Linked DNA regions of Mus musculus: region 2 is linked to region 1. Evidence: chromatin contacts called from public promoter capture Hi-C data. All regions are on one chromosome and are shown on one strand. Each heading gives the region's core, a stretch centred on a gene start, on an enhancer-like site or on the middle of the called end of the contact. The rest is flanking DNA. Distances are from core to core; before and after follow the strand shown. Region 1 overlaps Hunk (hormonally upregulated Neu-associated kinase). Region 2 holds the start of Mis18a (MIS18 kinetochore protein A).

What was found. Promoter capture Hi-C pulls out the DNA fragments that hold promoters and counts their contacts.
Region 2: a promoter capture Hi-C map of maxillary cranial neural crest shows a contact between it and region 1, with 7 times the contacts expected there. The contact joins the promoter of Mis18a here to the enhancer-like site in region 1. A contact is called at or near these places in 6 of 39 promoter capture datasets (cranial neural crest, frontonasal cranial neural crest, hippocampal neurons and 3 more), 11 of 484 Hi-C or Micro-C datasets (CD8 T cells, the N1E-115 cell line, cerebral cortex and 5 more), 9 of 115 datasets of contacts at active chromatin or transcription factors (SST interneurons, VIP interneurons, embryonic basal ganglia and 6 more) and 1 of 9 other capture datasets (adipose tissue).

What each region holds. Positions count from the first base shown.
Region 1 is chr16:90,489,778-90,493,006 of GRCm38.p6, reverse strand. All of the region lies in intron 9 of Hunk (hormonally upregulated Neu-associated kinase), which reads right to left. Among named protein-coding and RNA genes, the nearest start is that of Gm35882, 18 kb to the left of the region's middle. Within about 2 kb of position 1,511, at least 29 of the 459 cell types and tissues checked have an H3K27ac peak or open chromatin away from gene starts, as enhancers often do. A contact at or near this core is called in the N1E-115 cell line, embryonic basal ganglia and forebrain, where this site is marked.
Region 2 is chr16:90,725,928-90,729,156 of GRCm38.p6, reverse strand. Mis18a (MIS18 kinetochore protein A) reads left to right here and starts at 1,786. Exons shown (of 5, transcript NM_025642.1): 1 at 1,786-2,131; 2 at 2,798-2,864. The coding sequence starts at 1,885. Gm17518 (a long non-coding RNA gene) reads right to left here and starts at 1,737. Exons shown (of 2, transcript XR_876238.3): 1 at 1,486-1,737; 2 at 1-837.

The DNA of each region.
Region 1 (3,229 bases), core at 262-2,761:
AGGAGGATTTCAAGTTCAAGGCCAGCCTGACCTACATAGTGAGACCTGGCTGGGGTTAATCGTAACCTTCAACTTGATTGGATTGAGCAACGTGTAGGGGCTTTACAGAGCCTGCTCCTGGGGGTGTCTATGAGGGCAAATCCTGATCTTATCTATGTATCAGTTGATGGTCTCAAAACTGGAAAGGATGGTTAGGGAAGAGGTGAAATTTAGGGAGGCAGGGCTTGGTTGAGAGAAAGGCCACTGAGTGTGTGTTATTTGCAGTTATATTTTGCTTTGGCCTCTTTCCTAATATCTATTTGCTTCCATCCGCTATGATATGACCAGCTCTGCTCTGCCCTGACCCCTATGGTCTGAAAACTCTGAAATCAGAAGCAAAATAATTTATCCTATAAGTTGTTTTTTCATATGGATAGCACAACAGTGAAAAATTCCAAATAAACCATGTCTCAAAATACTAAATCCATCCCTCCATCCTTCCATCAATCCGTCCATCCATCCATCCATACATGCATACATACATATATACATACATATACATCACCAAGTGGTACCCTGAGATGCTAACTGCATCAGAGACTTGGCAAACACAGAGATGGCTGCTTTCATTTAACAGGAGACCCAGCATGTTTAGTCTAAACACTAAAGAGCCAGAGAAGTCCTGGTGAGTTCCTAACCCTCACTATAGTCTAAGCATGGGAGCACTTATGTACAGACCTAAAACCCGCCTGGATATTGCCATTTTTTTGAGCTGTAGATTTTATCTCTACAGAACCAGATCCTAATCCCTCTAATGGGAGTGGACTCGACTGTTTGATTTGCCTTCAGCCCCACAGTCTCTGGCATTGAGCCAGGCACTTAGACCCAGCATTATAAGCAGCAACCGGGAGGGAGAAAGGGTCAGTGGAAACTGAACTGATTAAAATTAATTGAGTTCAAGTTTCTGGGAACAGTGGAGCCACTAAGCAACTGCAGAAGGAGAAATCCTTTCTCTGGCCCTGATGACGACACTCGTATTTACTGTTAAACCTGGGCAAGGCATCCCTGATCTTGCCCTGGGTGAGGGGAAGGCAGCTTTCTACATTTTTCCCCCTTTAAGCTGAACAGTATTTTTAATTTGAGGGAGCTCATCAATGTTTCATTTATGTGCTGACGAGCTTTGCGAGGAAGTGGCCCTTGGCACTTTCACCAACGTGCCCTTCCCGACAAGGATGCCCGGTTCCTTTGCAGAGAGCTCGTTGTGCAGAGACAGGAAGTGAGGATGTGGGGTCCTCAGTGCCACTCCCAGGGATAGAAACACCGGGGAGAGATAACCCTTAACCAGTGAGGGGGTGAGAAGTAAGGAGAGCGGCTCACATAGATACTACAGGCTCCTTCCTCAGCCGCCGCCGCTGCCATTACTAAGGTCACAGGAAGCCTGTGATGAGGGACGAGCCTGGGATGGTCCAGGGACTCCTCCTGAACTGACTGAAAACTCAGTGATTCACAGCCCTCATCGGTACTATGAACTCCACATGGCCTAGGATAGGGTCAGGTGGTGGCAGCTGGAAGAGACTTGGTTACTGTAGGAGCAGCCTCCCAATAAAAGACTCTCCGCTGTACTTCCAAACACACGGTCCCTTCCACCACACTGTGATGCAGCGAGAAGGCCCTCCCTCTGCAGACACTGGCATCCAGAAATGTAAGAAATGAACCTCTGTTGTTCATAAATTATCTGGTCTCGGGCATTCTACTGTTAACAGAAAATGCACCAAGACATCCAGATTGCTACAAGGTGTGTTCCAAGTGACCATGGGAAGGCAGGCAGGAGATAATCACAGGTCTCTACTGCTCTCTGCCCCTCTGTTTCTATGAAACACAAATGGTCCACATTCTACCTTTTCTAAAGCAAAGGAGAACAAGCTTTTATAGCAAATGCACAGACAGACAGACAGATGGACAGACACACATACACACAGAGCCATGTGAATGCATATAGACACAAATAGAACAACACACAAACAGAACACACACACATACACAGACAGACAGAGCCACTTAGATACACACACAGATAGACACATATAGACCCAAGCAGATACACAGGCAGCACACACAAACACAGATGGGCAGATAGACACACACACACACACACACACACACACACACACACACCTACAGACCTCTATGGAGCTTGAAAGAGGGTATGATAGGTTTGCCCTGAAAAGTCTAAAGGAACTTCTTCCGTTCTTTTTACTTTTTCTTTTTTACTCTTTCTGTTCATCTGCAAAGTCACCATTTCTATCCGTTCCTACCTCAAGGGGGGGGGGAGAAAAATAAACCTGATGAGATACACTGTTGCAATGCACTTTAAAATAAAACTTGATAAAAAAAAAGATCAAATTGCATTCACCCCATTTTAGAACATGAGAGGGAGAGGGAGAGGAAGGGGGAGGGGGAGGAGGAGAGGGAGAGGGAGAGGGAGAGGGAGAGGGAGAGGGAGAGAGGGAGAGGGAGAGGGAGAGGGAGAGAGGGAGAGGGAGAGAGCGAGCAGCAAAGGCTCCTTCAGACCGCTCTGTACCCCAGGCACAGGTGGGCAGCCAGCAGCTGTGGGAGACTACTGTGGCTCCTTTCCAGTCCCCTTTGGGGGTTTCCATGGTTTAAGAATCAGGTTATGAAAGCTCTAGGGCCAGTCTCACTTCAGACTGAACTTAGTAGCAAGAAGTAGGTAAGATGTGGGCGTCTGCTGGAGAGGGAGGCCAAGGCTGCTGGCCTGTAAGGACAAGTTCCTGTGCTCAAGGGAGGGACACTTGGCAATGAGGAGAGGGCCTCATTGTGTGAAGGGGAAACCGCTTGCAGGCCAAACACCTCCAGATAGCCCTGCTAAGGCCATCCTTGTTGGACTTGTGCCCCAGCATGCCCCACAAACCCTCAGAACAAGCGTCTCCATAGAGATTCCATTGTACCTCTTCCCAGGAGCAGTTAAGAGCTCCATCTTCAACACTCCTTGATAGGGAACCTTGGGCTAGTTGAGTGGTCCAAAGGAAATGTGTTTATTTAACCAGCTGATCCACTGCCCCAGACACGTGCCTGCGATCACCCGGTTAGACCTTTCCATTTGCCTATTTTCTCCAAAAGACATCCCCTAGGGAGCAGCATGCTAGCAATATCTTATGTAACAGGAAGTAATCTTCAAAGAAAAATAGATGGTGCTATGCCTTCTGAGGGCATGGGCCCTGCCTACCAGAGC
Region 2 (3,229 bases), core at 537-3,036, 240 kb before region 1:
GCCAAGTTCAATCCTCAGGAAGAAAACAAGAGGCTTCAAGTTGTCCTCTGACCTCCAGCATGTTCATGTTCCCCCTTAAATACATGCAAATAAAAATGAACCCACAATCTGTTCAGGAAGATGCTCAAGGCCTCATCCATTCATTTCTCCTCCTGCTTCCTCTATCTGTCCTTTCTCCTGTCTTTTCCTTCCCCTCCCTTCCCACCACACCTAGTTCAGCAAAACAAAACATTGGTTCTAGAGTGTTTGGCAACGTCTGCTATTTCCTGCATCCACTGGGGATCTTGGAACTTTAAAGGAAATTTCCAGGAAAGAAGAAGAGACTACAATGGCTAGCTGGAGGATCAGAGCATCAGTGATGTGGAGAGGTTGGAAGTTCAAAGCCCAGTAATTTGGGGTTACCTTGAGTCCCCTCCGTGGTCATTTACTCCCCTCCCTTGTATGTGGCCATATCCTTCTGACTATTAGTTAAATACTTTAATGTGTACAAACAGATTCCCCAGCTTATAACCAAAATGCTAAGAGTATGGCCAGGTAGCATCAGGGTCTACAGCAGGGTCCCACTGCTTTGCTGTAATCTGCCTATTGGTGTACCTTCCAGTGTATTTGCAAAGTCTGTTGGTTTATGGTATTCTTTGCTCCGTTCCGTCTTGGCACACCTCAAGCAGGACCACAGGATTCCTGGCGGTTAAAGGTCGATACGCCTCAGGGACTTGTTGAAATAGGTTCCAAAAGGAGTCATTTCTTTGCCTCTGGGCTGGGCTGTTATCCTAGCATGTGGGAGGCTGAAGCAGGAGGATCACTGTGGGTGAGCTACATAATGAATTCCTGGGCAGCCTGGACAAAAAAAAAAAAAAAAAGATTCAAAAAACAGAAAGTCAAAATCATATTCAGAGAAGGCAAAATAGCCTTTCTAGTTTCCAGCCTGGTACCACCTCGGTCAGGTCAACGACTTAGGATTTGAAACTTTTTGCTAGTGGCCAGAGATACGAAAATAGGTGGTAAGTGTGATGTAGTTTAGTGAAGCGAACTGGGTAGTGTGACTGGGGGGGGGGGGGGGGGGGAGGGGGATATGGTGGTCTTTGCGTGTTGTTTCTTACTGATGCATCCAGGCTGTTCGTGGTGGCGCGCCTTCCCTCTAGCCTGTGGTCTTTGAAATCAAAAGCTGACTTTCTTTAGACTGACCGTCCTTCCCGCCCTGGAGTAGGGTGAACCATACTCTGACCCAGACACACGCCCACTCTGTAGCCACAGCGATGCTGTCCCCTCCAGCTTCTCATATTTTTTCCTTGCAGTGCTAGTCTCAGTAACGCTGGGTCCTTGAGGCAGGGGGCGTCTTTGGCTCGCCACAGACCCCTGTTTTTTTCTAGATGTAGGAAAGCGGGTCTCCGGGAGCAGACGGGCTAGAATCAGAGATGTGACTTGCAGTACACCGCTTGGAATTCCTGGGTCCACTTTCGGCTCCGTGAAGATGGGTCTGCTTACCCAGCACGGGCATGCCCGCTAACAGTGTGGAGGAACTAGGTGAGCTGCTACTCATTTAATTCGAAGCCTTCAACTTTCTCAGCAGCGGCGGAAGGAGCTGAAATGCCCGCAGATAGCACCCCAGCACCCCAGTTCACCAGCTTTCGCTCAGGAAGACCGCAGGACGCAAGCGCAGTGAGCGCGGCTCGCGCGCCGGTCAGATGGCGAGCATGCGCCTTCGATGCAGTCGGGCCCTTCTTCAGGTCCCACCCCTTCGGGCGGTGCCCCGCCTCTTGCACCTTGCGCATGCGCAGAGGTATTATTCCCGTGAGGTTCCGGGGCGCGGCAAATTCGTATGTCATGGCTGCTTCCTGGTCTCTGGGATGTTCCTTGACCGCTTGTGGTTAAAACCGCCTGGCTATGTCGAGCGAGTCCCCCCTGCTGGAGAAGCGTCTGTCGGAAGACTCGAGCCGCTACCTGCGGCTGCAGAAGTGGGCAAACATGTCGAGCGCAGACGCGTTAGGGCTAGAGAAGGAACGGCCTGAGGAGAAGGCGGCCGCGGCGGAGAACCCGCTGGTGTTCCTTTGTGCCCGCTGTCGCCGGCCACTGGGCGACTCGCTCACCTGGGTGGCCAGCCAGGAGGACACCAACTGCATCCTGTTGCGCAGTCAGTTCGGGCCGCCCTCCTGCGTCGGGGTTTCCTGGGGCTGCGGGGGCTGGGGTGGGGACGAGAGCTGTCCCAGCAAACCGCAGGAGAGGCGTCCCTGTGGGTGGCTCACGAGTGACAAGTTTTTTCCTGGGTCTTCCATGCCCCCCAAGGGCAGCGGTTGAGCGTCATCCTGACGTTTTAGGAAGGTGCTTCCTTCAGGGGAGTGTTTTCACATCTGACGGACTCTGTCAGCTGCTTTGGGGACTTAGCTTAGTGTCCTTGGGCAGTCTGTTCAACTGCTTGTGCCTCAAGTTTCTCGTCTCCAAAACGAGGGATAATGATGGGATAACGGGGACGATTAAATAAGTGTATGGTATATGGCCACAGAGTAGGCGATGTCTTTACTGGGTGAGTCCCAATGCTCTTCGCTGGGTCATTTTGTTTATCTCTTAACCCCACTGGTTTTCAGAAAAGGATGTGAAGTAATCCTTGTTCCACCTCTTCTCCCAGAAGGCCCCCATCCCTTTAGTGCTGAACCACGGGAGTACCCCACTTCCCACCAGTCTTTGGGCTCTTTTTTTCCCCTAGTCCTCTAAAATACAAGTTAAAGTTGAGTTAAAAGTTCCTGTCTGCAGGTGTGTAACAACAAACCACACTAACAAAGTGTTGCGACTCTCTTTCCAGGCGTCTCCTGTAACGTCTCTGTGGATAAGGAACCGAAACTGTCCAAGTGCAGAGATGAAGACGGTTGGTAAGTAAGATATTTATGTGAATATGTGAGAGAAAATTTTATTTTATTTATTTATTTTTGGTTTTTCGAGACAGGGTTTCTCTGTATAGCCCTGCCTGTCCTGGAACTCACTTTGTAGACCAGGCTGGCCTCGAACTCAGAAATCAGCCTGCCTCTGCCTCCCGAGTGCTGGGATTAAAGGCGTGCGCCACCACGCCCGGCTGAAAACTTTAATTTTAAGGAAAAATCTTCTACCGACCGTTCTGTGAGATTGCTTGAGATATAACTTTTCATGGTAATTGAATGCATTGAAAAGAAGAAAGGATCCATTATTTGATGGTGATAGCCCCTTAAGATCGGAAAGTGGGAGTTTCTAAGATTCTGAA